Regions from separate parts of the Mus musculus genome. Here regions 1, 2, 3 and 4 are each linked to region 5. The links are chromatin contacts, called in public Hi-C, HiChIP or PLAC-seq and promoter capture Hi-C maps. All regions are on one chromosome and are shown on one strand. Each heading gives the region's core, a stretch centred on a gene start, on an enhancer-like site or on the middle of the called end of the contact. The rest is flanking DNA. Distances are from core to core; before and after follow the strand shown.

The links. Promoter capture Hi-C pulls out the DNA fragments that hold promoters and counts their contacts. A called contact is a pair of places that touch in the nucleus more often than the background predicts. HiChIP or PLAC-seq counts read pairs in DNA pulled down with a chosen protein or histone mark.
Region 1: a promoter capture Hi-C map of hippocampal neurons shows a contact between it and region 5, with 5 times the contacts expected there. The contact joins the enhancer-like site here to the promoter of 9130024F11Rik in region 5. A contact is called at or near these places in 3 of 39 promoter capture datasets (embryonic stem cells, hippocampal neurons and liver), 2 of 484 Hi-C or Micro-C datasets (both in cerebral cortex), 2 of 115 datasets of contacts at active chromatin or transcription factors (embryonic forebrain and embryonic hindbrain) and 1 of 9 other capture datasets (embryonic stem cells).
Region 2: a Hi-C map of embryonic stem cells shows a contact between it and region 5, with 5 times the contacts expected there. The contact joins the promoter of Spats2l here to the promoter of 9130024F11Rik in region 5. A contact is called at or near these places in 6 of 484 Hi-C or Micro-C datasets (all in embryonic stem cells) and 2 of 115 datasets of contacts at active chromatin or transcription factors (both in embryonic stem cells).
Region 3: a contact with region 5 is called in an H3K4me3 HiChIP or PLAC-seq map of neural tube, with 6 times the contacts expected there. The contact joins the enhancer-like site here to the promoter of 9130024F11Rik in region 5. A contact is called at or near these places in 10 of 39 promoter capture datasets (the 3T3-L1 cell line, the C10 cell line, cranial neural crest and 6 more), 1 of 484 Hi-C or Micro-C datasets (cerebral cortex), 10 of 115 datasets of contacts at active chromatin or transcription factors (astrocytes, craniofacial prominence, embryonic forebrain and 6 more) and 2 of 9 other capture datasets (adipose tissue and embryonic stem cells).
Region 4: a contact with region 5 is called in a promoter capture Hi-C map of second pharyngeal arch cranial neural crest. The contact joins the enhancer-like site here to the promoter of 9130024F11Rik in region 5. A contact is called at or near these places in 6 of 39 promoter capture datasets (cranial neural crest, embryonic stem cells, frontonasal cranial neural crest and 3 more), 14 of 115 datasets of contacts at active chromatin or transcription factors (bone marrow-derived macrophages, craniofacial prominence, embryonic basal ganglia and 11 more) and 2 of 9 other capture datasets (embryonic stem cells and macrophages).

What each region holds. Positions count from the first base shown.
Region 1 is chr1:56,084,821-56,091,099 of GRCm38.p6, forward strand. No RefSeq gene overlaps it. Among named protein-coding and RNA genes, the nearest start is that of 1700003I22Rik, 69 kb to the left of the region's middle. Within about 2 kb of position 4,866, at least 31 of the 459 cell types and tissues checked have an H3K27ac peak or open chromatin away from gene starts, as enhancers often do. A contact at or near this core is called in cerebral cortex and hippocampal neurons, where this site is marked.
Region 2 is chr1:57,770,724-57,776,648 of GRCm38.p6, forward strand. It overlaps Spats2l (spermatogenesis associated, serine-rich 2-like), which reads left to right and starts at 4,138. Exons shown (of 14, transcript NM_144882.4): 1 at 4,138-4,301.
Region 3 is chr1:56,198,817-56,204,978 of GRCm38.p6, forward strand. No RefSeq gene overlaps it. Among named protein-coding and RNA genes, the nearest start is that of 1700003I22Rik, 180 kb to the left of the region's middle. Within about 2 kb of position 2,480, at least 4 of the 459 cell types and tissues checked have an H3K27ac peak or open chromatin away from gene starts, as enhancers often do. A contact at or near this core is called in craniofacial prominence, neural tube and second pharyngeal arch cranial neural crest, where this site is marked.
Region 4 is chr1:55,995,422-56,000,874 of GRCm38.p6, forward strand. No RefSeq gene overlaps it. Among named protein-coding and RNA genes, the nearest start is that of 1700003I22Rik, 21 kb to the right of the region's middle. Within about 2 kb of position 1,775, at least 2 of the 459 cell types and tissues checked have an H3K27ac peak or open chromatin away from gene starts, as enhancers often do. A contact at or near this core is called in embryonic limb bud and second pharyngeal arch cranial neural crest, where this site is marked.
Region 5 is chr1:56,970,116-56,976,319 of GRCm38.p6, forward strand. It overlaps 9130024F11Rik (RIKEN cDNA 9130024F11 gene), which reads left to right and starts at 1,354. Exons shown (of 2, transcript NR_024326.1): 1 at 1,354-1,656; 2 at 4,143-5,081. Satb2 (special AT-rich sequence binding protein 2) reads right to left here and starts at 1,219. Exons shown (of 11, transcript NM_139146.2): 1 at 997-1,219.

The sequences.
Region 1 (6,279 bases), core at 3,616-6,115, 880 kb before region 5:
GGTGTTTCCTGGATTTTCCAATTACAAATGGGCATGAGAGTTTCTCATGAACATCCTTTTCATCGGGTGTCATCAGAATGCATCTGAGTTAAAGGACTGAGAGCAGACATCACAATGATCTTCATAGGGGTGGTATGAGAAAGAATATTAATTACAGGAGCATATTAAATATCATATAGGTGGCCAATATATGAGATGAAATAATGTTGGATAGTGAATTCTATAAGTAGATAAAAAAGCATTGTGTGAGAGTTATCCTGGCTACTACATTGTCATCAATAACATTTAATGTCTCATTAACTTGCAGTCAACCAGAAAACATATTGAGGCCCCAGGGTTCAAACTTCAGTAGGGTTCTTGAGCGTATGTTCTGGTAAGAAATTCATCTTGCTCTTGATTGACTCCATGGGTTCATGTGTGAGGCATGGTACATTTGTAATTTGTACTGCTAGCCAAACTCCAAGGATCTGCTCATGGCCCCTAGATGATCTCATGTCTGGAGTATCTGCAAGTTAAATTTTCTTTGTAGGTTAAATTGCTTTCCTGTAATTTAGGTTAAACTTGTTAAGTGATGGGGGGTTAGCCAGATTATAGTGCACTTGCAATACAGCACAGTTATAGTGAAAGAGAGAGAGAGAGAGAGAGAGAGAGAGAGAGAGAGAGAGAGAGAGAATGAAACTCACAGGTTTTAAGGAATTTTACTGAACACAAAAAGAATGTCAGTTGTCATTTTGAGGAAATTAATGCCTAACTATTGTGAAATAAATGCAAATAAGAATAATATTACATGCGATTTAAATATGACACTTAATGCCATCTCTTCCATATGGGAACTATTATATACTGACTTCTTTTCAACTTTATATTCTAAAAATAAATATCAATTCACGTTCATAGAGATTCTCCTCCCAGTAGCAGGAAGAGAACAGTGTTCTTTCATGATATACAGAAAATTTTAGAGCAAGGAAAGCCCAGTTTTTAGCGACCAAGTATTCAACTTGTCTAATTTATTCAAAACATTCCACCACTTTAAGCTGACACATTAAAATAAATTTGACATGACTCTCAGTAGCATTGATCTTAGACACAAAAAAAATTTGTACTTTTTAGTGACCTTGGAAATGCTGTTTCAAATGTTCCATTGAAATTGAGTAAAGGTTTGTATCTTTTAGTCATAGTCCAATAAAAGATAGGAAATTTTCACTGAGATCAATATTTATAAAAATAAAAAATTAAAGTGAGATCAATTATTTGATTATCTAGTTCATTACCTAACAGTGTAAATAATTATAATTAGTAACTAAAAGATTCTTGCATCTCATTAGTTATAAAACTTGTTCAACATTAAAAGCTGGACATCTAAGCTTCATGTAAATGTTAACATATTCACAGACCTTTGTTATGTCCACTTCTCATTTGAATTTAGGGAAAGATGATTATTAAAACTAATATTTTTCCTAGGAAAATGAGCTTGGTTATTATCATTTGATAGCTGGCTTCTAGACATTCACTAATGTGCACTTTCTTTGTAATTTCTTCTAATACTTTTTGACCCAATGAAATTAGCTTTTAGTCAAGCTTTGAGTACATTAATATAATATTATTTTAAAATTAATACACTGTCCAATTGAACAAGTTTCATCACATTGGGATTGTAAGGATAGTGTTTTAAAAATCATACTTCTGGAATTGCTGTATAAGGTGACCGGAGGGCAGGACACTCAAGAGTGAACTTGACTAGACACGATAGTAAATGGCTGCTGACTGTAGGAGTACAGAAGGAACCCCATAAAATCCCATATTCTCTGCATATTGAGAAGATTGAGTTAGGTCTGACCACAATTGCTAGACCTGAGGCAGGGTATTGGGCAGAAGGGAGCAACATGGAGAGGAGCTTGATAGGAGGACAACTTGGGACTAGAAACAGCTGCCCAGAAAGGTATTAGTTACCTTTCTCACAATTGTGACGATATATCAGAGAAGAATTAATGCAAAGAATGAAGGGCTTATTCTGACTTAAAGCTCCAGAGTACATACTATCATGGTGGGGAAATCATGACCAAAGGGGGTGGAGGCTAGCTGATCACACAGAGTCAGGAAGCAGATAGATAACCCAGGGAGTTGGGCCAGTCACTTGACACTAGTGACACACTTCCTCTAATAAGTCTCTAATCTGTACATGTTCTGTAACTTTTCAAAAACAGTGCCACTCACTGAAGAACAAGTGTTCAGACACCCAGGCTTATTGGAACCTTACATATTGAAGCCACAACATCACATAAACCCTAAAGTTTACCTAGGCTGTAAATGATATGTGTTCCATAATGAAATGGAGAGAGCTTATAACATATCAGATATTGAATAGAGTCAAGCTGATTATCGCCTCAGTTGTAGAACAAATAACTCTTGACTAAGAGTTGGAAAGCTATATAGCCCATTAGCCAACCAGGCCTACAGTGAATTCTGTGAAGAAATCTAGTACGAATGCTTATCCGTTAGGGAAGGGTTGTAAAGAATGGGAAGGGGAAAGCTGCTGAAGAGAAAAGAGTAAAGCAGCAGAGACTGTAGAAACAAATGCCACCAAAAGAGGAAAGCAGAGCAGAGAAGCAGTAAAGAATGGAGAGGGGAAGAGCCTTGCGGTATCTCTGATTAAAGCCGTGCAGTATCCGGAGCTTAAGACTCAGCAGGAGTATAATCTTACCCACAGTTTTTGTACCTTATCTGGCAGCAGAATTTTACCAATACAAAGTGGAAAGAGCTTCCACCTGATTTCACAAGACAAGCTGTACCCTAATAACCAAGCTAAAGAGACACCTGTGTCATAAAGAAACCATGGGCCAGTATCCCTGTGAACATCAATGGAAAATACTAAACCTGACTCAACAGCATAGCCTATAATACATGGCCAGGTAGGACTTACCCTAAATATACAAGATTGTATTAACTTTTGAAAATGAATCAACACAATCTGCTGAATTCACTCTGCTGACAGACTGAAAGAAAAGAAACATATGATCATTTCAGTTGATGCAGAAAAAAATCTTCTGACAAAATTTAATATCCATTCATGATGAGGGAAAAATTCTAAGAGAAAAAAAAAGAGGCATTTTTTTTCAGTCTGATAAATGGCAGTTTACAAAAGAAAAAACTGTAGCCCATTGCTACACCATGCATAGACTTAACTCTTTCTGTCCTTCTTGAGAGTAAGGAAGGGATGTGAGTTCATGGAGCGTGGATTGAGCCGTAGAGTGGAGGTCAGAGCTGGTACAGTAAGGCACCTGACAGGAATAAATGGCATTCATGTGAAGAACATCACCATCCTGAGGTAAGTGACATAGTCAGAGGAGAACAGATATTTTTTGTTTGTTTAATGAAACCCTAATGTGTTGCTACTGAATATGAATGTACTTTTCCTTTTTATTTTTACATGTTGAGATTTCTTCTTCCTTATTAGATAAAATAAAGAGATTAATTAACTTTATAGTGGTACTTTGCCAGACTGAAGTTTTCTTTCTTTTTCTATCAGTAAGAAGATTGAAAAATGCTAGAAAATTAATGTCTATGCTATACTGACTGTCTCATAAAGCCTGTTAATATTGATCAAATAAATATCTTCATATTCTTACATGGCAGTTAGCCTACTAATTTTTGGCTGGCTTCATAATATCCTAGTGTATTCTTATAGTTATAACAACTGCCAGGAAAATGTTTGGCCAGACCTCATTCAAGTAAGGAAAGGATATTCATGATTATGTGACATGTATATTTAGAATATAATGTTTCAAGTTAGATTTGGCAAGAAAGCAGTCATGCACTGAAACATGTGAGATATCTTGAGTGTTTTTGGAAAAACCCTCAAAGGAAAATGAGAGTAAGTAGCATTTCCTTTAGCTCTGACTTCTCAATAAACTTTTGGTATGGAAATTTTACTCGACTTTCTTCCTTGTTAAACACAGCTCATTTCCAAATATTCTTTGTTGTAAGAGTCCATGTGACATGTTTCTAAATGAACTCATATTCTGTCCAATGAACAATAATTATTTTTGCTATGATCTTAAGGGACTTTCTACCAAGTCTGTACAAATTCTGAGGTACAATGTAGGTAGCAATGTGTGTAGATGTGTGCACATACTTAAAACATCATCATCAACTCCATTTCTTGTTTTCATTGGCTCTAGTAAGAAACTTCAGCTATCATTTGTATCACAGGCTGAATCTCCTCTCTTATTTTCTCTAAGCTACATATAGGGAACCAATTTTAGGGAACAGATAATTCTGAAATCTGACCTACCATTTACTGTTTGGGAGAACTTCTCTCTGATAACCTTCAAAGTAAATTATGGTGTAGTAATTAACCAAAGCTACAATGGAAAAAAAATTCCAGCTGCTTTAATTGTCTGACTCCTTGCTCCTAGATCCAGCATGACATGTCAAAACCAGTTCTAGTTGGATTTAGTTAATAAGAAAGAGGAGGCATCAAAATTCACAGAGAAAGCAAAAGAAGGCAGTTCAAGTGTTGGTGACTAACATAAATCCTAGATTAGGAGTTTGGTAGAGAGTGGCATGCAGATTGGAAGGTAAAAAGTGGAGCCCACTTGTCTCTTTTCTGTATTGTATATTTCTGGAGACAGTGCTTCTGCTTTGGTAACATTACTCAAGAATATGCCTGGGGAGTCTATTCTTTTATGAATTGCTGCCAAAACAGCTTGGGAAACAGCTGGTGATAATTCTGGCTTCATTCCCCCGCTCAACAGCTGATGTTCAGGAGCAGGGAAGCAATTGTGTGGGTGTGTTCTGAGCCTTGCCATTGCTGCTTCCCCTTCAGCTGCTTCTGCTCCCACATGAAGGAGCAGACCCAGACCGGAAGGCTGAGTTCCTGGGAGTGGCCTCAAAATGAGGACAGTGCTACTAGTACTAGTCTGCTGGCCGGGATCCTGTGTTCTATCACAATGAGGTCACGGGTGGGTGAGGAGAAGCTCTTCTAGCTCAGATCCTTAGCAGCTTTTGTAACACTTGACTTCAACCATCAGTGGACAGCATGGGCAGACAGCCTAGAACAGCAGGGTGACCCTTATCCCTGTGGCAGGTAGCACTGTAACAGGTCTTGTGCAACACTGGGGTACTGGGACCCTGAGCTACACGGTAACCTGCCTTATGACTTTAGTGTCAATCTAGGAAAACTGGGATTCCCAGCCCTTGCTATTGGCTAGAATTTCTATCACCAGACCTATGTGTTGGGATTTTTCCAGCCATTGAGCATGGCTTCTGTTACAGCTCTTGGGCTTAGATGTCTGAGACTTTCTTGGCCCTTAATTCCTGACATCACTCTCTACAAGTTGTTCAGCAACTAGCAAGCTTCTACGTTTTTAAGTTAGGTGTTCTGGGCTTCCTTACTTTTTCCCACCCCTGAAATGACTGAACTCCAAAACATAATATGGCTTCTCGTTGCTATGGTTGCTGCAATGGCTGCCACTGCTAGCTACAACCTCATTTGTCACCAGCCTTTGCTATTGTCCTATTAGCTATTCCTATTACTGGCTGTTGCCATGACTCTTTAACTAAGTCTGTCTCTGCTGCTACCTTCTCTCATGAGTCCCTGCTTTATTTATGGATAATGCTGTCTACTTTTTCAACAGCATTGCAGCCATTCCCATGTCTATACCACCAGAGTCCTGCCCTCATCTCTTGCATTACTTCTTCAGTTTACTATCTCAGCCTACTCAACTAATGATGGATATCAAAAGGAGGCAAGAAGGGGAATATAGTATCATGCCCAATGTTGCAATACTAGGCCAGGAAGCTAAAGTATCTCCAAGCAGCTCAAAAAGAGTGTTTATTCCTACTATCTTCATACAAGCAGATTGGGTTTGCAGAAATCACAGTTTGGGCCCCATAAACATCATTCACAACAGTTCCTCTAACGAGAAGTCAGTGAAAGGGTTCCTTCTCTGGCTCAGCTGGGAAGAGGTATAGGCAAAGACCCACTGTCATGGCTAAGGTCACACTTTTGAGAGTTGGGGTGCATGGAGGCAGCAAGCAATCATGATTGTTGTGCAATTTCTTCAAGGCATTTGTGAATCGTTAAAAACATTGAGGGGTGGTGTAAGAGTCATCTGTCTGCACACTAGACTGATGATGTGTTCTTGGATTCTGTTTATGAGAATCTTATTGAGTAGTTTTGCATCGATATTCATAAAGGAAATTGGTCTGAAAGTCTCTTTCTTTGTTGGATTGTTGTGTGGTTTAGGTATCAGTCTAATATTTTATTTGTGTGTAACA
Region 2 (5,925 bases), core at 2,888-5,387, 800 kb after region 5:
GGCGCCATCCCAGGGCTGGTGGTCCTGAGTTCTATAACAGAGCAGGATGAGCAAGCCATGGGGAGCAAGCCAGAAAGTAGCATCCCTCCATGGCCTCTGCATCAGCTCCCACCTTCAGGTTCCTGCCCTGCTTTAGTTCCTGTCATGACTTTTCTTCAATGATGAACAATGATGTGAGCACGCAAGCTGAATAAACTCTTTCCTTCCCAACTTGTTTTGATGTTTTGTCATAGAAACAGAAACCCTAACTAAGACAGAGACAGAGCTTGAATCCTGACAACCCTAAAAAGGCAGGCTCAGCAGTCCATCACTCAATATGTCAGTAAACAGACAAGTAACAGTGGCCTGGCCTGGCCTGGTGTCAGAGGCTGTAATCCCAGCACTTAGGAAGTAGAGACAAAATCATGGGTTCAAGATCATTCTTGACAACATAGAAGCTCTAGGCCACTCTAGGCTATGAGTGGATGGAGAGGGCGGGGCGTATTCATCAGAGGAAGGATTTAATGTGCCACATTGGGAAGAGAAACAAATGAAGTCCAGTGTCACCCTCCCCAAATCCCAAAAAGGTTTCGGTTGTGAGTAAAAGGGTTGGAGGTATTTGTAACTAAGTAGTCCTGGTCAGGTGTGGCTCTGCCCACCACTGACCCATCCTTGTCTCCATTCCATTATCTCCAGCAATGTGGAGAGATGAGTTGTCAGAATTTCATGGAGACTTTTCCTATAAGACAAGTGCCCCTCCTGTTTCGGACTTTTCCTTCCTCAGCATGAGACTAGACTCCAAGGGAAATTCTAATTCCTTGGGGACGATTGTTTTCATAGTCTGATCCCTGGTGGGAAGAGCACTGTGTTTCCCTTTAGAATGTCTTCACTATTGCCAAGATATCACTTTCCTATTTGTAACCAAAGTGGCTCAGATTGTAATGAAGAAGCAAAGGGCCCAGACCCAGTGACTCCGAACAAGTTCTATTCCTTACTTGTGGTATGTGTCCACTAACGACCACAGATGTGGTACTGCTCAGTGTTGTCACTGGCTCCTGTCTGATGGAGCTGCCATCTCTATGTACCTCACTGTTCTCAGTACTGGAAAGAGATAACATGGAGATCTGTGAACTCTCTCCACAGTTCTACCTCCAATCACTCTCATCCACACCATTGCCTGAAGCAAGTTGCAGGGCCATAATCCAGTCAAACGAAGGGGTGAAATCCCATCAGTTAAAGAGCTGGAATATCTGCAAACAGGTGCAGTTTGTCCATCACCTCCCTGAGGGAGATAACCTGGATCCCACGCAGTGACTATACCCAGTCAAAGTCTGTGATCTCTTTGTGGTAGGCAGTCCCATCTAGCCAAATGCTGCCTGGTGCCCTGGAACCTAGCAACTACTTCACTCCCTGTCTATACCACTCACGCAGATATTGACATTCAAAGGGACAGTGTGCAACTGATGAAAGCCTTAAGCCAGCTTTCCTGAAGGTGTTCCTTGCTCTGAATGACCCACACCTACAGATTCGGAAATCTAGCACAATGGGGATTGAAAAGCTAGGAATGTGGCATTTGACGGAAATCAATACTGTTCAGTCAGCTTTACTGACCCCCATGCTTACAGGAAGCACACGGGGTTGAGAGTGGAGGAGACAACATGGCAGAAAGCGGTAGCTGCAGGTTTAAAATATCACTTTGAGATTTTAAACATGAGGAAATACAAACCAACACACTTTGCCCTTATATATTTAGACATTTGCTGCTGTGCCATTTGTTTGCTACAAAAGGGATCTCTAGTTTTTAAATCTAGTTAATCAAACAGTAAAATGAGTATAATCTTGCAAAATAATTCTGAAGAGAATCATACTGGCATAAACTCTTGGTTATCATTTCATACAATGTACTTTTTTCAAACAATTCTCCAACATCTACTTAAAAACACAAATTGGTTTTTGTTTTTGTTTTGTTTTGTTGTTGCTGTTTTTTCACATTCCATTTCTTTGGGTTTTTACCTTTCCGGGTAATATTAGTACAGATCTATTTTATATGATTTTAAAGATTGTTTACTCTTGACTCATCAAAACGCTGTCTTGTTAGTTATTTGATGTGCAAGACGCTTTTACTGATATTTCAGCAAGTGCTTTAAACCTTAAGGTTTTACTTTTTTTCAAACCAAATTACTTTGAGCAATCAAAGGTCTGAGTTTGATTTGAAACTCTCAATAAGACGTTCAGCAGTCTGATTTCTCTTGCTACGCCGGGTCTAACTCCTGAAAGATAGCATTGTTTCCTTTGGGTTTTCAGACCGTTGCCCTTTCTGGGCAGGGCCACCACGCCCTGGAGATGAGCTGGAGTCAGGTTTGTCCTTCGGTAACTGTTACTCTGTTTTTACATCAGTCCCACGTTTTGACTTCTCTGCTCTTGGCCCACAAAGCAGTTATTATTATAGGTATGACTTACTGGAAAGCCACCCTCAAATATGAAAAGGCCAGGCCTGGCTTCTGAAAACCCTTTCATCCCTCTGGTCTTGAAAGCATTTTTTCTGTCAGACTTCAGTAAGCAAGTTGGATTTGGAGTCCCAGGAAGGTTATGAAGTGGTAGAAGAAAGGAATGAAGCCAGAGTTCAATGTTATTTCCAAAGCCCATCCTGAGGGAAACGATAATTTATTACTTGTTTTTGGAATTCTAGTCATGGGGGAACCTTCGCTCAAAACTTAAACGACTTACTTTGCAAGAAGCCCTGAAATGTGCACCACACTCCAAGTTGAATCATTCCAAGTTACTAATTAATTCTTTCAAATTCAATAAGCAATAGGGTGGCATTTGTCCTTGACTTGTACAGAAGCTGGCTTTTCCGTCTGCACAAAGGTTGGGCCAGACTGGGTTCAAATTCTTCCTCTAGTTACTAGTTGAAAACTTAGACAAGCTATTTAACTTTTTGTCTCCTTTCTTTATTTGCAAATAAGCGAAAAAAAAACATACCTACCCACTGAGTTTATCTGAAGGGTTGGATCAGATACTAAATAAAGCACACTCATTCACCAATCCAGCCTATGGGGTGGGAGAAAACTCCCAGTCAGGTAAGAAAATGAGTTATTTCCTTTCATCTCTTCTTTTAATCAGAGTGACCTTTGTCAACTGGGCTATGATGTATTGTAGATCCGAATGTTACCTGAAAGTGTAATTCGTTTCAAATAACGACTCCCTTAAATGGAATACAATTCCGCTGTTCTGAGCTTGAGAGGCGAAACCGACTGATTTGATATTTGTAGAGGGCTGAGAGCCAGGAAGCCCCCCACCCCACTCACCCAAGGAACAGTTACTGCTCAGAGAAAGGGCGGCTAGGAAGTTACCCTTCAAAAATAAACCTGAGAGCAGCCTGCATTTCCCTCTGCTGCCTCTGGAAGAGGTGTGCGATCTAAAGTGCGTCCATCATGAATAATGCTTGCCTTTCCTCTCCCAACTACTGCACTCCCAGGCAGAAACATCACCAGCCGCTGCCACTGGGTAGCTCAGGGCAGCTCAGTGGGTGATCACGCACGATTAGATGCCCGCGTGAGACCCGGAGTGAAGACGAGGAGCCAAAACACTTCAGCTCAGTCTGATTTCAAAGGTCGGGCTGAGCCCCCAGAGCTCATCCCAGGGCCTGATTTTCCGCGGCTTTTCCGAATAAGCTATCTTTGTTTACATTTGAGCTTGGCTCACTCCCAGAAAGCATTACTACCTTCTGTCCGGAGAAGCATCTCGCCTTTGCAGACGGTGCTGGGGCAGCAAAGTTCGTTTTCCTGGGTAGGGAAGAGCGATTCTCTTGCTCCTCACGCGGGTAGTACCCAGTGTTTGGACAGTAGTGGGCAGTTTAGGGTAGGTGGAGGTTTGGAGGGGAAGGGGAGAAGGTTGGTGCGGGGCAAGCCAATGAAGTGCTGAAGCTGTATGGGGGATTCTTCTAGAAAGTAGGGTGGGAAAGGAGCTAGGGAGGGCGTGTGGAGGGACAGGATCCGTGTCAGAACGTGCGTGTGAGCGGATACAAAACCCAGGGAGGCGTGATCGGCGGCGTGTGTGCAAGCCCGAGCGAGGGGCGCCGGCGGGGTGTGTGCTCCTGGTGAGTGACACGGAGGGGCGGGCGGCCGCCGGGAGGGGGCGGCTGCGCGGGCGGGAGTGTCCCTGCGTGGGGCTGGCGGCGCGGAGTTGAGGCAGTGAAGGAATCCAGCCTGCCCAGCGGCCCAGCGGCCCTACCGCCGCTTTCCCTCAGCTCGCTCTCCGCGCTGCAGGGGCCGCCAGCGCCGCGCCCCGGCCCGGGACAGAGCAGCCGCGCTCGCAACGAGGTAAGCCCGGGTCCCCGGGTCGGGCGGCTCACCAGGGCCTGCGTGGCCAGGGTGGGGGCGATCGACCAGCCGAGCGCCCGAAGGCCGCCTCCCGGGGCACTGGGTGTGGCCCGAGCTTGGCCGACCGGACGCGGAGGTCGCGGTCCTTGCCTTCCCCCGGCGGGTGGTGGGGACAGCGGCGGAACCGATCGCGGACTCGGCCTGCCCTGCTCCACGCGGGCGCCCCCCTGCGCTCCAGCTCCGCGCCGCCGATCTGCCTGCCCGGAGCGGGGCCGCAGGTCCCGAGCGCCCCGCACCCCTCGGCACCGGCGGGATCGGGTCCCAGCGTTCGCGTGCGCGCGTCGAGGGCGCGCAGGGCAGGCGGGAGGGGGCGCCCAGGCCGCCGGACCGAGCGATGTCATTGCAGGGTCTGGGCAGAAAAGCCCCCCGGAGCCCGCGGGCGCCGCGGACTGCAGCCCGGAGCGAGGGTCGTTTCTGAGTCGCGGAGACAACTTGAGTTTTGCGCATCTGGGGAGATAGCAGAGCTTCTGGCGCTCTGCTGGGAGTTCCGTGTTTACTGCGGACACCGGGGTGAAGGATCCAGCCTTCACCTGGACGGGAATGCGACGGAAACCTCCCATCCTTTCCTTCCTCCTTGCGAGTGGAGCCTTCCAGTGCGCAGTAGGGTCGGCATTTGTGAACTTGATGGGTTTTCGGCTCACAGCAGTCCTGGTTTTTAGCAGGTGCCAAGGTTGTGGAGACCTGACACACTCATTAAAGATTCTTTGTAGACAGCATTTTGCTTTGAGTGCAGCACAATCTCTATAGTGTGAGACTAGCGAAAAACCCTTGAACTTCAACCACAGCGCCGTCCTTTCCTTCCATAAAACACATGTAATATTTCACTTGCTTATTTAAAATACTAAAGTATCTGACCCCTTTGCAGCCCCGAAGATTTTAAAGGGGAGAGGGACACGGAAATTTTAGAATTTGTGCAGAGATAGAGTAAGGTCGTGCGGTCTTTATACCGTCATTCAATTTTGTTTTAGAGGAGCATTCATTGCTACTCAGACTCTGTTTCCAGAGAGTAAGCAAATGTGCAGTATGGCAGAGAAAAGAAAGGACAGGAAGTCAGAAATAGAAAAAGACTATTCAAGTAGTAGAAAAAAATATTTTGAAAGAACTCTTTAAAAAGTTGCCTTCTGGATAAAATATTTTATGAGCCTTATGAAATTGTGTTACTTAACCAGAAAGCACTGTTCTGGGAAGATGGGAGACAGTCTTATCAAGGAACTGTAATGCTTTAAAAAATCTGTATATCTGATGTTTGTTGGTTTTTTAACCAGGAACAAAAAAAATCAACTTTGGGAATGATTTTCTATTTGGACAAGGCAAATACTACTTTAGTCTCTAATTAGAGTTTTGAAATAAACTCAAGCTGGGTTAAAAACCTTTTTCTGTAGAGCAACAGAACAGAAATCATGTCAGATTCCGTATGGCTTTAAACACACACACACACACACACACACACACACACACACACACACACACACACACACGACTAGCTCCAAGGGGGAATTTGCATAAAAATACAATTAACTTGAATGCAGAGAATATTTAAGAGATGAAGGGGAAAACACTGAAC
Region 3 (6,162 bases), core at 1,230-3,729, 770 kb before region 5:
CCTTTTTCCATTGTAGACCTTACCACTTTCAAAGCAGCAATTTCTATGTGCATGGGAGTTCAGCAAAATCCCCTCCAGTTTGTAGTTGTGAATATCATAGCAGGAGATACACACTCTGCTGCTCTAATGTCATCTCTAGGAAGATACGGATTCAGATCTGCTGATGACATTAACTCTTAGCCTTTCATCTTTCTCTTTCTATGGCCTCTTGGCCTCTATTGGTGGGATAATTATTAGCATTGACTTTTTTTAATGTGTCACTTGTGGTGTACCACATTGGCTTATGTATAATTTCTTTTCATATTGCACATTTGTATTTGTTTCTCAGCATCCTGCCCCTCCACCAATACCACTCCACAAATACTGCAAATCACACCTAAAAAGTCAAATGAACTAGCTCATTTGTCTTTCCCATCCTCTGAGAGAGCCAAGTTCCTAACTCTAGCTCAACCCTCTGAAGTCCTTGCCAGAAAATTTTAAGTCTTATGGAAGAAATGTATGAATGTGAAGCTTGAATTCTTCATCTTAGCTGAGAATGCCTTCGTGTCCAGGATGTTTTCTGGGCTTCATTCTCTTGAAGATGTATCATTATCTTGTTTCCTAAGCATACCCATCCAAATTGCAGTTAATGGTGTAACTCCCAGGAAATTCTGGAATCCTACATAGAACCAGTTATGATTAGCTGATTAGAACCAGAAGGAATGGTATGTTGCCCTGTTTAATTTGGTCAGGTATCTCATTGAACCAAATGACAAAGCCAAAATTCCCTGTGTGATTAGAGGAGAGGATTCTGTGAAAATGACAACATGGAGGCTGAGGAGAAGGTTAACTCAGTGACTTGTTTGTCGTATGAGCACGAGGCCCTGGGTTTGAGTCCTAGTACCCTGGCAACAGCAAGCCATAGCTGTTTCTGTTTCTAACCCCTGTGCTGAATAGGAAGGCATAGATAGATCCCTAGAGTTTGCAGACAAGGCAGTCTAGCTGAATCAAGGAGATCCAGGTTTATTGAGAATTACTGTATCAAATAGGAAGATAGAGGATAACTACAGAGTAATTCTGACTCCAACTTCTGGCCTCTGTTCTGTATATTTATGCAAGCACAAACACATACATGTACACACACACACACACACACACACACACACACTGACACACAACATACAACTATTCACTCACATACAAACACATAAAAACTTCTGATGCCTCCACCTGCACACACACTCACACACATGCACACTCACTGACACGCAACTGTGCACACACACTTATCCATGCACAAACATCCTATGGAACTAGTATTTTCAGCTTATCAGAATTGGGTGTGTGCACAATTGTTAGGAAGGTCATGTCCCATGTCTTTTGCTATTTCTTTGTAGCTAATGATGATTAAAAATTGTTTCAAGAACCAGATTTTTATTGCAACAGAATCCAGGAGCATCATAACTATATTTATCACTGAAAGTTTCAATTGCCAGTGATGATCAATTAGTGAAAACAGATTTTAAGGATTAAAACAATAACATGCAGTATTTATCTTTCAAACCATACTTCTCATTAAGAAGTCTTCCCAATTGGCCTATAAAGGGCAATGTTGTCTTTCTCTATGTGGAAAGAGAAGACTTTCAAATTCACACCATATTTTTCTCTCTTTTCATAATTACCCCTGTGTAAAGTGTTTCATTCCATGCTCATTCAAGAGCTAAAAAGAAAGACTGTTTATAATCACCCACAGATCCAATACTTGGTTATCAAATCTTGTTATTCCATCCTGTGATAGTTGGTGGTAATGACACCTTGAAGTTCACTGTTGAAAAATAATTGCACTGCTATGTTTTACATGTTAACTAAAACACACTCTCTGCAGTAATGGTATTCATTGAGTGCTTGCAGAAACCAAGGGGTCATGTGTATTTTAATAACAGAACCATAACTAATTTCAATGAACTAAAGGTGCATACATATGGCAGCATTTTACCTAGACTGACTTTGACAAAGTAGCACTGTCCAATTCCATTTTGAGCAATGGTATGCAAAGATGTCTCCATGACTTTACTTCTGTTCATTTGTTCCATTGACGTGTACTGTGCCCCTGTTTTGGTCTAAGTCTGTGATCGGTCACCAGATTTAAAAGCATCCCTGGAATAAACCTTAGGTATAGCTGAGGAGGGAAGACTTAACTCCTTGCAGAGGTTTTGTATGCTCTGTGCCGTGATGGGACATGTGGATAAGCACTGAACTGGCTCTCAGCCTGTCTGTTTTCAATCTGTCCTGGGATCTGATCTCAGGTGTGTCTCTTTCCCTCCTGCTCTATGTGTATATGCAACAAGTTGAATGCTGTTAACATTGTCCAGAAATTCAGAGCGACAGAACTGGAGGGGTTGCAGTCTGGGAATCTTGGCTTTTGTAAACTGGGGAGAATAGTGGAATGCACACCGTAGCTAGCTAATGACTTCCGCATCTTCTCATATAGACTCTTCTGCCCAGCCACGCAGGAATAGGATATGTATTAGACAGCTAACATCTGGTCTGAATATCTATTAGGACCATATGCTTTCCTCTGCTCCATTATCATCCGAGAATAGATTACGGGAAATCCAAACCAAATGGGGATTTGGGGAAATTTTCAAGGGTCACTTAATAAAGTAATTTTGGTTTTCCCTTTACAAGGAACATAGTACACTACTGAGACCCAAAGACAGCTTCAAAGCAGAAATAACCTGAATTAATAATCACCATTATCATCGCTATGTTTCTCACAGCTTTCAAGTGGGAAATAGAAACTGTCAATTGTCACAGTTACAAACAGATAAGTCCTGCAAGGACTTAACTTGAAAGATAATGTTCAATGGAGCAGTCTTATCTTCCAAATGAAAAGCACTAGCTTTTCTTCTACCTTTATCTTACCAAAATTCTTCCCTGATAGTATTTGTGCGATAGTGACTGGTATTGTTGCTCTCCTACAGATTCCTTGATTCACTATTGTAAGATCTTCATGGCTAAATGATACAACTCCAAGTTTTGATTGCATAAATGCAAACTCTAACAAGTTGTTCTTCAAGTCCAAGTATTGGGAGAATAAAGTGGAGGTCCTTTGGTATTGACTTTACAATTAGAACCTAAGCCTTTGGACTTGAGAATTTGTCTCACATAAAAATTCAATCAAAGAAATGGAAACTGCCTTTGGTTTTAAAGACCAGTTGTTTCTATTCTTTTCAGGAATTGGATTTACGCAGAATTTAGAGCGAATAGTGAAATGTGAGTTATGACATTAACCAGAAGGATGGGATTATATTACTGGTGCTCTACCCTCAGCTTCTTACCTAATACAGGGCAATTTTTTATTTCATCGTAGAGAGGAAATGGAAGTATGTGTTCTCAAAATAAGTATGTTAAGTCTAAACAGACGGTGTTAGATAGGAGAAATGTCTGTAAAATAAAGTGGTCCATATTTCATTATTTTTAAGTCCACACATAAATTGAAATATTTGACAAAACATGAATATGCACAGGGCCATGTGGAAGGTTTGGCTTCACCACGGTGTTAGCTTGCTGGTTAATACAGGTGTGTTTCAGAGGCTAACGTGCCCCTCAGATGCCTCATCTGACTTTGCATCATGGGAACAGAGCTGGCTTAGAGCCCATTTAAATTTGAGAGGTTTATATTTGCCTAATAAAAATGTTGCTGTATTCTTGCTCTGAGTTGAACAATATTGCTCTTACCACTGCCTAGAAATTTCACAGCTAATAGATTTCACTTCTTGTTATTGGAAAATAAAAACAGCTAAAGTATGAAGTTCAGTATTTTACAAATTGTCTTGGGAAATAGATATGGGTTGTAACAGCAATTATATTAGTCATAATCAACTTTAACAAAAACTTAATGAAATCTAAGATGATATAAAAAAACAGAATGGAGTTGAACTTACACTGGGTTGCAGGAAGTCAGAGTATGTAGTGTTTTCAAAAACTTGATTTTCACAATATAATGTTACCTTTACAAACATACAAACATCTTTGTATTGAATAATAAAAAAAATCTATTGTGAACCATATTGTGAACATAATAAAAATATGTAGAAAAAACTGAATAACAATAGTGAGCTTTGCAAATTTCTCTTGAATATTGCAAACAAAACTTATCAGAGTCTTTGGGCACTGCGAAGGCAGTTTGAAATAGAAAGTTTACAGTTATAAATGGTTACATTAAAATAAATCAAGCCGGGCGTGGTGGCACACACCTTTAATCCCAGCACTCGGGAGGCAGAGGCAAGCAGATTTCTGAGTTTGAGGCCAGCCTGGTCTACAAAGTGAGTTCCAGGACAGCCGGAGCTACACAGAGAAATCCTGTCTCAAAAACAAACAAACAAACAAACAAACAAACAAAAAACAACAACAACAACAGAAAAATCTCAATAAGTATCGATCAATCACCCCAAGGTCTTAGAGAACCAGGATAAGCCCAGACTCCCAGGCTGCAGGTGTCAAAAAATGTAATGCAGAATTTAATAAAATAGAGATTAAAGAGTAGAATCCATCAAATAAATATTAGGTTCTTTGGAAGAATAAATAATAATGACAACCTCCTAACCAAACTAAATAAAGCAAATAGACATAAAACCTAAATTAATAAAATTAGACATGAAAAGAGGAAGGCTACTACAGATTACAGTGAAAAATAAAGAATTATTAGGGAGTATTTAAAAATTCATATTACAGAAGAAATAAATAGATGGATTCCTAGAAACATGTGACTTAGCAAAATCAAAAATAGCACTATTTATGAAGATTCGTGGTAATTAATCAGTGCTATTGAAGCAGTGAAAAGAATCTTTTGAGGGAAAATGGATCCTATGGCAAACTAAGCCCAACACGTAAAGAACCAAAGCCAATGCTCCTCAAACTGCTTCATAAGACAGAAGGAGAGGACACTTCCAAGCTCAGGACACAAAGCTAGAATTACCCTTCTATCAAAAGCAGATAAGAACTCAGTCAAAAGTAAAACTGTACGCCAACCTTCCTGATTAACATAGATGCAAAGTGTCAGCTAAATTAGAGCAAACTGGTCTCTGATTTTGCTCAGCTCGTGGATGGCTTGTCCAGTATGCCATAGGTTCATTCCCAGCAGGTTGGCAAACATCTGTAATCTTTTTACTTTGTTTTTCTTTTTTTTTTTCACCACTTTATTTGTTTGTTTGTTTTGATTAGATATTTTCTTCATTTACATTTCAAATGCTATCCTGAAAGTCCCCTATATCCTCCCCCTGCCCTGCTCCCCAACCTACCCACTCCTGCTTCCTGGCCCTGGCATTCCCCTGTAATCTTAGCACTAAGCAGAGAAGTCAGGAGGAAACATTGACCAAAGTGAAGTGACAGCATGCAGAATGGGGAAGAGTCTTCACCAAGTACATTTACGGCAGGAAATTCATTTCATGGGTGTGTAAAGAACTACAAAAATTTACCTCCCCCCAAAAAACACAACAAATGAACAAACAAAACAAGCCCCACAAATTATCCAATAATTAAGTGGGCTAATAAACTGACTAATCAGTTCTCAAATGGAGAAATATAAATGTCAATAAATACTTCAAAAAGTATTGGACACTCTTTGGAACCATGAAAATACATGTTAAAACTGCTCTGAGGTTGTCTTTAAGTCAATCAAGAAAGGCAACCAAGAAAACATAACAAATGTTAGTATGGATTTGGTGAATTGGAAACACTTATTCACTGCTGGTCAGAGTGTAAATTCATGGAGACACTATGGGTATCAATAAAATGGTTAATCAAATAAACTAAAAAAAAGATACCATTGCCACCTGACACAGTTTTTTGGGTGCACACTGATAAATAGGTCAACATTTCATTGAGATGCACATCTGTATTTATTGATATTCACAATAGCCAGGAAACATCTCAGATGTGTATACACAGATGAATGAATAAAAAATGTGATCAAAAATTAAAATTTGTGCATCTATAAATAAAAACTGAGTAATTAGATTTTCAGGAAGATAGAATTAGAAACCATTATGTATAATAATAATAATAATAATAATAATAATAACAATAAACCAGACTGACAATACAGCATGTTTTTCTCGTATGTATGTGACCTAGATTTAAAATGTCTGTGTGTGTGTGTGTGTGTGTGTGTGTGTGTGC
Region 4 (5,453 bases), core at 525-3,024, 970 kb before region 5:
AGCACTACCCTGGCTCCACGGGAACAAAGAACATAACAGAGCTGAGATGTCGCATTGTCTTTACAAAGCCTCTCAGGAGACTCCACTGGAAAAGTATAGTCAACATCGAACGTAATGGGCTCAGAAAAGCTATATCCTACTCAGCCAGGCTATCCCAAAACAAGTCACCCAAAGATCCCGAGAAAGGAGCCATAAGAAGGGAACAAGGAACTGATATCCTTTGGGTTCCATGGTAAACTGGCACTTCTGAGATGCATGAATGTCTTCAGCCCAAGAGCATCAGGAAGAAATGTTAACAGCTCAGGTACATGTCAATGGATTTGATTCTGTGTGTGTGTGTGTGTGTGTGTGTGTGTGTGTGTGCGTGGTTTATATACAGAATCTATCATTTGAAATTAAAATAGAGGAAGTTTGAAGTGATTTCACTGCAGGGTCCTTGCTGAAGGCCTGGCATCCTTGCCAGCTCTTCTGTGAGAATTACAGATTAGCAAAGTGAGAATTGTAGCAGTTTGGCTGTAAAGATATTAAAAAGTCTAGTAAGTTTAAGTTATTTTCACTCCCGGAAAACTATAATCATTTGAAAGATCAAAGAACAAGAGTGAAATTTAAAATAAGATTACATAGTCAAAGGCAACAGTGATGGTTTACCTGTCTCGTTGTACTGTAGAGAATATTTTTACATTGAAAACAACTTGGAGGATTCACCATAGAAGCTTTTAGGTGTATCATATGTTTAAAAAAATTGCTAGGCAGATTTTTTTTAATTGTTATTGTAAGGAAACAATTTCTTTTCATACTAAGATTAGCTTTTCCGTTATTGAAATGTCAGCATATTACTGGATATAAATGAAATGTCAACACCTCTGATCACATCCTTGTCTTGTTTTAAAGATCTGAGTAAAGACAGCTTTCTCTTTTACAGTGAATCTTTTGCATAGAAATTCCAGAGTTGAGGGTTTGTTGACCACCAAACTTAAAAGAAAGTGTTTTTCAATATTGCTTTTTGAAACAAAGAAAAGGAGTTTGGAAGTGTCTCTATGGTTGAATTTGTAAGCGTTGATGTGAGCGGATGCATCATTCCTGAGCCTTATTACCTAATCTTTGTAGACGGGCATCATTATTAACTTTTTATGCAACAACTGTTCCTGTGCTGAGTACGGTCAAGGTAAGAGGTGGAGACAGCATTAGTGGCATGCTCAGGCTTCTTGGGCCAACTCGTGGAGAGATGCTTGTGAAGAACGGAGCATAAAAGATGAAGAGCCCAGCTTTCTCATGAAATTTAAATTGTATAAATTCATAAGATAAAATTACTGCTTTTAGCTTCCCCGTTTTACCGCTATATTTTCTAAACTAGGGCAAGTAAAGTAAAATTCATAATTTATAAACAATCTGTGGGAAAATTAGTGAATTATTTACAACACTTTTGAAAGATGTGTTTGTATCTTACACAAAAATTAGCGACTCTGTTAATCACAGCAATGCCACAAATATGCTGGGAACTAGGACTTGCTAAGTGAGTTTGGGGTAAATAGTCCTGTAACTTAATCTGTGATTGGAAAACCAAGCTGATCTTGAATGGTCTATTTAAACAAGTGCCAATTATTGAATAATTCTCTGACCCAAACAGAAAGTTACTGTGTATGGAAAGACATTTTTCGCTTTGAGTGCTTTATTCCAGATGCCCTTTTAAATTGTTTTAAATTCTCTGTGGGCAGTAGATAACTAAACCTACGGAATGTAGTAATGGCAGGGAGGAAGCAATCATGTCGGCCACTTCTAGCTCAGAGTTTCGGAGAAGGCATCTGTTCTATATGAATTGCAGACTATAAGGACTTTGACAGTTCATAGACCAGACCTAATTTATTAAACTAAGTTTCTAATATAAACAGTAATTTGTTCCAGGCACTGACACTGCAGGTCTGGATTATGTGAGCCAAACAGAGAGAACTGTATTTCCTTTTTGGAAAAGTGTATGCCTTTGGGGCACTGGGAGAAAATAATCGAATATGTCATAATAGTAAATATAATGAACATGGCCGCCTCCTGAGCATAGGCCGGTTCACACTCTCTGCTTCTTAAGTTTTCCAGAAGTTATTTTAAAAGGACTGGGCCATGATTTATAAGCTTCAAAGAACACCTGTGCCTGATATTGCAAATGAATCTGAACAGGGCGACACTCCTTGATAGGGTTGAGATACAGGCTAAATTGCTGTGTAAATATTCCTACCGTAGAACCAACTTTTCTAAGACAAAACTATGAAGATTGTGTTCTCTTATACTCCTTCGCAGTGTTTAATAGGGTGAGCATCCTCATGTGCGTACGTCAAAGTGAACTGCACATCTTAAAACGACTGCTAGAAATAAAGTCAAGACTTTGGAAGGCCTGCCTCAATCCGTTCAAATAATATGGCTATATATAATAGGTTGTGTTTTTGTTGTTGTGAAGGCAATAATGTCTTCTTGTACATCATTGGGATTAACTATCAAATTATTTCCAGGCTGCTTATTTCTATGCAAAGTGAAAAAAAAATCTGAAAATGCTTAATTTTTATTTATTTTGTTTAAATGGCATTGTAATTGCTAGGATGATTTTGTTTGCCTGTGTTTTGGTGTAATTACATCACCCTTAAATATAAGAAACTCATCTTAAGAGGTGGATAAAGGATAACAGCAAGTACTTCTGTGGTTCTTAACTTACCAGTCCAATGATTTATTGGGTGGCTCTCTACTTCCGTCTTTACCCAATGGTGCTCTAAATCATTATGAAGTGTTTCTGTAGGGTGTCTCTCTGTACATGAAACACAAAGTGAAGACTTCTGAAATATTAGCTTAGATGCATCAGATGCCCGTTTATGGCTCATTAGTCAGCAGCTGGGTAAGTGTAGCTGTATTTCCATTAACCATTCCAGAAAAACAGAAGTATACAGCTAGTTCTAAACTAGCGAACAGGTCACTCTGGTGAGCCAAATGTTTACATGTTTCAACAAAAACGGGACACATTCAGTAAGGGAGAAAGATGAGTGTCATTGGATAGGCAATCCACAGTAACTCCCAAAGTTGGGATGAAGAAATAGAATTAATTTGTTGGTAACACCTAACCAATAGATGTTAGGCACATAAGCAAACTCTACACAGTCTTACTCTAGTTCTTACATTTATCAGGGAAGAATTGTTTCAGTATTTTCTCCATGACATTTTTATATAATATGCATAAAATATTATAGCAAAATAAATATGAAGTGAAACCCATGAGAGGAAACACAATCTGAGTAGATTGAGACATTTAGACCATTTTGGTTGAATTAACTATGCTAGCCAAAAATATAGTTCACTTTCTCAAGCCACTTTGCCTTATATAAACCTGAACTGACAAGTTAATGACGGAATTCAACCAGCCACCAGGTTGTTTTCGTGGTTCCAAGGAGTGGTCTGACATTGCTTCCTACTGAATTGCTCCCTTGCCAGAAGTCCTGCAACTGTGGTATGGGGGAAAAAAACAGAGAAAGAAAAGAGATGGCAGGAGACAGTTTACCACAGGAGGATGCCATGCAATGCTACAGGGTTCCAGTCCCACATACAGCGAAACATTTAAGCTTCCCTCCTTATATTATTTCCGTGAGAGATAATTTTTTTATGTTTGCTTGTAGCATAATTTGCTCAAATACGTTTTTTTTCAATTTTTTACAGTTATGTTATGAACTCATTATTGCATGGAAGACAAATATCTCTTCATTGCATGTGCAGCCTCCTTGATAACAACAGTGATTTATTTAAAGAGAATATTTTCTCCTATAACTAGGCTCTTAAAATATGAGCTTCACAATAAAACAAAAAGAAGAACAAGAACAATGACAAATGATGGAGTCCTTAGGGAGGAAGGGAAGGATTTTGAGGAATTGGGGCAGCAGAGATAATATGCATGGCTGTCCTCTGAAAGCTTTCACCTAGAAATTGATAGAAACAAATGCAGAGATTCACAGTCAAATATTAGGTGGAGCCCAGGGAGTCTTGTATCAGAGAAAAGATTGAATTAGCCAGAGAGGTTAAGGACACCACAAGAAGAGACTCATAGAACCGCCAACCATAGAGTATCCATGGAGTGACCTAGACCCTCTACTCATGTGTAACAGATTGCAGCTTGATTTTCATGGGGCACTCATAGCAACTAGAGCAGGAGCTGTGTCTGACTTCGTTGCTTGCCTTTGGATGCATTTCCCCTAACTGGGCTGCCTTATCAACAGAATATAAGGCTAGTCCTGCTGCACTTTGATATGCCAAGGAGGTTGGCTATCCATGGGAGACCTCTCCATTTCTGAGGAGAAAGGAAGTAGGAGATGGGGAGGGGAGAGAAGGGGAAAAGGGGGACTGGGTGAAGAGGATGGTGGAAGCTGTCATCTGGAGTAAGGTAAATAAGTAAATGAATTATTAATAATAATTTTTAAAAGGCAAGCTGAACAAGCCATGGAGAGCAAGCCAGTAATCTGCACCCATCCATAGCCTTTAATTACATTCTGCTTCCAGGTTCTTGCCCTTCTTGAGTTTCTACCCTCACTGATTTTGATAACAAACTGTTATGTGCAATTGTGAGTTAAACACCCCATTTTCTCCTAAACAAATAAAAAAAAACAATAAAAACAAATTATATAAAAATTTTTAAAAGAAAAAATAGTTTCTTCACAAAATTTTCTTCTGCAGTCCTGATAGAATTTTAAAAGCAATACTTATTGTAGGTATTTATTTATATATCATATAAATTATATATTTATCCTCTGCTATAAAGCATCTTAAGAGATGAGAGGGATTCAAAAAGGAAGAAACGTTTTAATCAGGAGCATGCTAACTTGGGGTGTGCCATGGAGATGGTATCTTAGACAGTAGCTGTTCCCCAGCTAAATAAAATAACTTCTTTTCCTTCTACTGGACATGGAGCAGTGGCTGTGCCCACCTGGCCACTGCTGAGACCTGTCTAAAGTTGTGTAGTATGGTGCACACAGCAAGAGGACTGGAAAACATGCAAACAGCAGCGAAGCTGAACTCACTCTTATTTTGAAATTTTTTGCAATAATTTATAAGTTTTTGAGAATATCATACTATGTATCTTGAATATATTCACCTCACCCAACATCTCCTGTTACCACCTTTTCACTTTCTCAACCTTTTCTAACTAACCTGAGATTATATATTTTTTTTTCTAATTTTGTTTTCCCTAGGAGTCCAGTTTATACTGCCTCGTAATCTTGGGGGTGGCCCTTTCCCTGGCATGTGGTCAGCATGTTAGTGAAACACATTATTAAAGAAAACTGTCTCTCCCTCTCCCACTAGCTATCAGCAGAATGGTTTTATTGGGTTCTTCTCAGGGCCTATGACCTACTTAGCCATAGGTTCTTGACCCCATTAACAGTGCCAGGTATAAGTTCTATCCCATGGAGTGGTCCCTCGGTTCCATCAGAAAG
Region 5 (6,204 bases), core at 104-2,603:
GGTCCCAAGAGTTAGCCCTCAGTTGTGTGGACAGAGTCGGACCTCGAAGCCTTTAAGCAGTACCCCATTCATTGCGGGCAGCGCTGGCATTATCCTCTCTTTGATAAAGAGCCACCACCACCATAAGCCCCACTTGGGGTGTCAGGGTTTTGAAAGGAGCGTACTTATGGGCGAGAGGTCCCACCAGGCCAGGGAGGGAGCAAGGACTTACACGGGTCCTTAAGCAAATTAATTGCTTGATAAATGCGCTGTGGATGGCCAAGCTGGATCAATGGATCCATGGAATCCCCACCTTTTACCTTTATGGACCAAGTACACTTGTGTACACAAACACACACCTTTGCACACAAAAAAATTAACTATAATTTCACGTGAGCGAGCATCCCAAAACACTCTGAGATTTGGAAAGGCTACCCTCCATCCCAGGATCACAATTATTATTTGGGAGCATTCTTATCTTCATCGTATCCTGGATGTGGTTGTTGTTTTTTAAGCCATTAAGCGTACAACATAAGAGAAAGAAATCTTGATTCTTAGGTACAGGAGCAGGCTTCATTAATCCTAATTTCTAAATCTGGAAAGTTTTTCTCGAGGTCCCTAGGCGAGCAGTGCTCCATACTCTTCAATTTTGGAGGAGTGACCCGGAAGAAGGGAAAACACCTGATGAAACGGCGCCCACATTGTCACTGAAACCCATGAAAGGAACCCCTAATACACCAGGGGCTCTGAGAATCCTCTAAGAGCGCTTTGGACGCGGGAGAAGCCTAGTCGCCACGAGTCCAGACGAGGTGGTGGTGGGGGACAGAGAGGAGTTAAGAAGAATGCGAAAGATGTAGGGAGTGCTCGGAGGGGTTGCCAGTGAAGGCTCCACCGCACTTCCCGGCTTCGCCTAAGCGCGCGTGAGAGCCAGAGCCCCAGAACAGCCGGGGAACTTAGCGCGCCCAGGGCTTCCCGAACTACAGGCGCCGCGTGGGAGCCCTCGCCCAGCGTACTTACTGCTCACGGTCTGTCTGAAACTTGGCTGGCTGGGGCTCTGTCCATGGAGCAAAAGTAGAGAATCCAGGGTGGAAAGTTTTTGGTGAATTGTAGTGTTGTCCTAGTCTTCCTTTCTCTTTCCTCCTTCCCCTTTCCTTTTCCTCTTCCCCGGTCCTAGCGTTTAAGGTCCTGGGTCAGGGTGTCTTCTTCTGGTTCGGAGATGGTTGTTATGATGATGGGGGCGGGGGGCAGTGAGGGAGGAGGAGGAGAGGGAAAGGAGGACTCCTCCAAAGGGGCACCAGAGCGAGCGGGGGAGGGGACGGCGGAGGAGGGGGGGGGGAGAGGGGGCTGAAAGAGCCTTTCACACCTTCGGGTAGAAGACCGGTTCTGGAGAGAAAGGGCTGAGGACTGGGAGGCTGCGGCGGCTGCTGGCTCCTACAGCCGCTAGCTCCAGAGGAGGCGCGGCCAGAGTCGCGGGGACGTTGCCACCAAGAGCGGGGAAGGTGCGGAGACCCCGGACCGCGCGCAAGAGAAAACGCGGCGGCCGCACAAGCTGTCACCTCCAACCTCTCCCCTCGCGGCTGCCTCTGCCAGAAGCCAGAGCCGGACTCACTGACAAGCCGCAGAGAGAAAGACACTGAGAGGGAGATGATTATTAGTTGCGTTGAGTCATCAGGCAAAGTGAGTCCTTTTGGGTTGTCCTCGGTTTCCGATTTCTCCCCCTCCCCCTTTCGGTCCCCAGATCTAGCGCCTTCAAAATAATAATTTGGGGTGGGGGTAGGGGATGTCTCTGGGTTATTTCGGGATGGGAATGGGGGGGACGGATCTAAACCCAAGCCAGACTGGTCCACCGCAATGAAGGAGGGGAGTGGGGGGCGGGGAGGAGGGCTGGGGAGGTTGCGGGGGGAGGGGGGCCCCGCCTGGCAGGAAATTAAACATCAATCAATCAATCGCTGTGAGCACGGCGACCCAAGGAGCCGGGCTGCGGAGGAGGCACAGGGATAGGCGAGGGGGTGGGAGTCAGGGAAAAAGGAGGAAGGGGGGAGTCGGAGGTGGGAGCGGGGTGGCAAGGACCTCATGCACCGGGCGACGAAGGACGGATGGCTGAGGACTGAGTGTGGCGCGAGGCGGTGGCCACGGCCGACGAATGGGTGCGTCTAAGCGCTGACGAACGCCAGGGCCCAGGGTCTGGTCCTCCTCCTTGTAGCAAGTCCAGGGCGCAGCCGCCTCGCCCAGCCCCTAGGCGCACTCGTCCCGGCGCGCAGGCTGCGGCGACTAGGCGGGCGCTCCGTGTCGCGGCTCGCCGCAGAGGCGCAGGCTGGCGCTCGGGAGGCGGCAGAGGCTGCCTCGTCTCCGGGCTCTGTTAATTGCGCCGCCGAGTACTTTCGACTTTGGAGATAGGAGGGCGATCGCCTCCCCCACCCACCGCCTCCGCCCACCACCCACCGCCTCCGCCCCTCGGAGCAACTTTTCTCGGTGCGAGCGAGCTCCCCATCTGCTCGGAGCCGACCGGCCCGGCCCGAAGCGCTCCCGGCCGCGTTTGGGGAAGGCCACTTCTCCCTCAAATCCCGTGCGGCCGCGGGTCCGGAACAATAGCCCGGGTGTCCCGAACGCCTGGAGCGAGACTCCGCCCGTCCGGCTGGCTGTGGGTCCGGCACTGGAGAAAGGGTTGCTCCGTGGGCACAAGGCAGGCTGCATCCCTGCCACTCTCGCCACGCGGGCTACGTTGCGAGCGGCGCAGCCCGAGCTGCCCGGAGGCCAGAACACTGTGCCGGCCGGGGCGCTGAAGCTGCGCGCCCCTCGGGTTGCAGCACTGGGGCTCCCGAAGACCCTCAGCGGCTGAGGACCGAGTTCGGCGCGAGCAGAGCTGAGCCGTGGGGACCTAGCCTCTCCGCCCCGAGCGAGGCCGCGCCGATGAGTCCCTAGCTGGTCCTTCTAAGGCTTAGGAGCCACAAACTTTTGCGGACTCCCGCGGCCCTAGCCTTTCGGCTCGCGCAGCTTTACTTGTTTAAGGTGGCGCGGTGACTGCCCGCCAAAACCCCGCTGCCGGCCGCGCTTTTGTCTTGGCCATTCGGCATGGGCGCGGACCTCCTTAAAAAAAAAAAAAAAATAGCACGTGGGCAGGGGCCGCGGCCCCGGCGAGGTGCCTGCCGCGTCCGGCTTCTGTCAGCCCCTGGAACCTCAAAGGAGAAAATATGAACCAGTCCTCTCCGGCCTTCCGGCCAGAGATGCCCCTTGAGCCGGCGGCATCTCTTGTCCCTTCTGTGCACCGGGGCTTTCCCTCCAGTTCCCCAGGACCCCAAGGACTCGGCTTCCACCGGTTGCCTGAGCCACTAGTCCCCCTTAAGAAGTATTGACTGTACGGCGGCGCCAGAGGGCCAAACTAAATTCGGTTTCGGGAAACGCGCTCGAGGCAATTCTCTAAATCCTGGCCTTGAGCTGGGCCAGTGGAGATTGAATCTGAGAGTAGCGCTGGAGACTGGGCTGCTGTCCACTTGCTTGGTAGCCTACCCCCTTGACCCCACAACGCCCCAAGAGTCGCAAACCCACGGCCAGGGAAGCCTAAGGGCTTCTAAAAGAAAGAGGGTCCCCGAAACGAAACCTGTCCCTGGCCTAAATCTCGGTGCCCAGACCTCGGTGAGTCCCACTCAAAGGAGCCGCCCACCAACTTCACCAGAAGCCCCAGGCGGCAAGGGGAGCCCTGCCGAGCCGAGTCGAGCCTGGCAGGGTAGTAATCCTCCAGAGAGCCACCGCAGTTTTAGGAAGCCTTTTTCTTTTCCCTGTTTTTTTCTTCCCCCAAATTCCGTGCTCCCACGAACATGCCCAGCCAAAGGGGCTAAAGAAAATTCCAAGCCCGTGAAAGCAAAGTGGCTCAAGTAAAATCAGCCCTTGAAGGTAGCTGAAAGGTTGTTTTTTGGTTTTTGGTTTTTTTTTTTTTTTTTTAAAGCAATGAAAGAAAGAAACTGTAAGTTTGATTTACAAACTTTAAAAAAGAACAATGTTATAGCATATCGAAATGAAAAGGGGTGTTTCAAAAACTTAGCTATCGCTGTCAAACTAAGCCTGCTTTTTAAATTGGAAATGCATATATTTTATTTATATACTAACTGTATTAAACCCCCCCCTCCCACCCCGTTTTCTTTCTTACCTTGGTGTTGGAACTACAGAATCCACCTCCGGCCCAATGTCCACGAACTAAGAAGAATTGATGATATTAGGACTTGAGGACTTCTGGAAAAAAATGCAAATCGTTTAGTGGGGATCTTTTTTGTCTGATTCGTCACTATTATTATATCTGATGATGCGATGGTTGGAACGATTCTATCCTGTCATTAATTAGCTATTTTATAAAAATCACTGTCGGAAAATCGTCATTTGCGTTTTGCTAAGGATCTCTTCGCTAACCTCACTGGCGTGTGTCAACAGTATAATTATGAACTTCAGCTACAACTCTTATAAACAACACGGCAGTATTGTTTAATCGGTTAATATTTTATAAAGTGTACATATTTTATTATGCTTTGAGGGGAACTATTGATACTAAGTTATTTTTAAAAAGAGAAAGTCTATTTAAATAAAGCATACAATTAAGTTCAATTAAATGTGCACTGTGGCTAGATTCTACACCCTTTCAAATTCATTATTTCTTTTGTCTATTTTTGATAATGTAAAGAAAATCTACCATTTGGAACAAGTAATTCTAAATTATTTAAAATTACATTTTAAAAATTAAACAAATTACATTTAATATACATGACAATGTGTAATTTGATGTCATTACCAAAAGTGTACTTTGAATGTTGGCAGATTTATTTTTAGTAGAGCATTTTCAAATTTCTCTCGTTTCATAAAAGGAGAATTCTAGAAAGTTTTGCCATGCATACCCAGTGTGAATTTTTCCCTGTAGTTTTGACCCGGATAAAGGCCTTTTCTGTTTCAAGTGACATGTTTTTCCCAATCCAGTTTTGTTAACTTCATTTCAGCTAAAGCAAATATTTTCAAACACTTCTAATTGCTACAGTAATTTATATTTGAAATAACACTTTTAAAACATTTGTCATTTTCATTTTTAAAAACAGTGAATAAATATATTTGATGATGATTCAAAAAACTGTTTGGTTTCATTTTTGTATTTCCCACGACGGTTTATTTCCAAACAATTTTTGAAACAATCATACTTTTTTAAATGGTATAAGTACATTTGCCTTTTAAAATACTTTGATTCAAAACTCCTCCTCACCCCACACACACACCAGATTGAGAATGAGCTACCTCTGTGCTCAGAAAATAAAGTTGTGTGTATGTGCGTGTGGTGGTGGGGGGGGGGGGTTGTAGGTTGTTTCAGACCTCCGTTTTTTGAGGGAGATCTACTCAAACTTTTCTCGGATTCTCCTAGCCCTAAAATTCCCACCTTACCTTAGGTAGTCAAAGGCCGCCTGTCTTTCACAATCACACTGTTATTATTATTTTTAAGCAACAACAACAAAACACTGGGACTTTGCAGGCTGGGGTTAAGTGCCACAGTTTCCCTCGCTTGCTAGACTGCTTTTCTTTCTACCCAGGCCTTTGTCCTCTTAAGGCCTGTTTTGCACTTTTAATGACAATGGTGTTTGATTTCTCCTGTTGCCTCTGCGGTTTTGGCTGTGCGGGTCCTCTGCCCAAGTCGGCTTAGGTTGTGTGCTAGCCTTAGACCACCTAGGCCCGCCAGCCCTGGTAGGACGCCGCTTTGCGTCTTTTCGGCCACGATCTCTGAAGGCCCAGCATTTACCCCCAGCCTCTCTGGCTCTCAGAGGCACTTCCAAAAGTGCGCTGCCTCTTTTAGAGCGCTGAAAGTTTGTGCTGCTTCTCTCTCTCTCTCTCTCTCTCTCTCTCTCTCTCTCTCTCTCTCTCTCTCTCTCTCTCTCTCTCTCTCTCCACCCCAGGGCACTCATTTCAAACTTCATGGAAACCGCCACCTTAAAAGCCTTCGAAGGGACGGTTTCTAGGAATCAAGACGGGCCAAATGCTTCTCCTGGAGCTGGCCCCTCTAGGGGCGGGAAGTGGGGAACGAGAGGGACTTATTTCTTACTAAGGGTGCCTATGCCAATTTTGGTCTCGGACTGTCCCGTGGAAAGTTAGGCGACTAACACTTTAAAAGACCTCATACTGCCTCTGCATTTAGATTGCAAATCCAGCGAGTCAAGTGGGCAAGGAGCTGGAGGCCAGGAGACTGGGGAACCCGGACGGGCC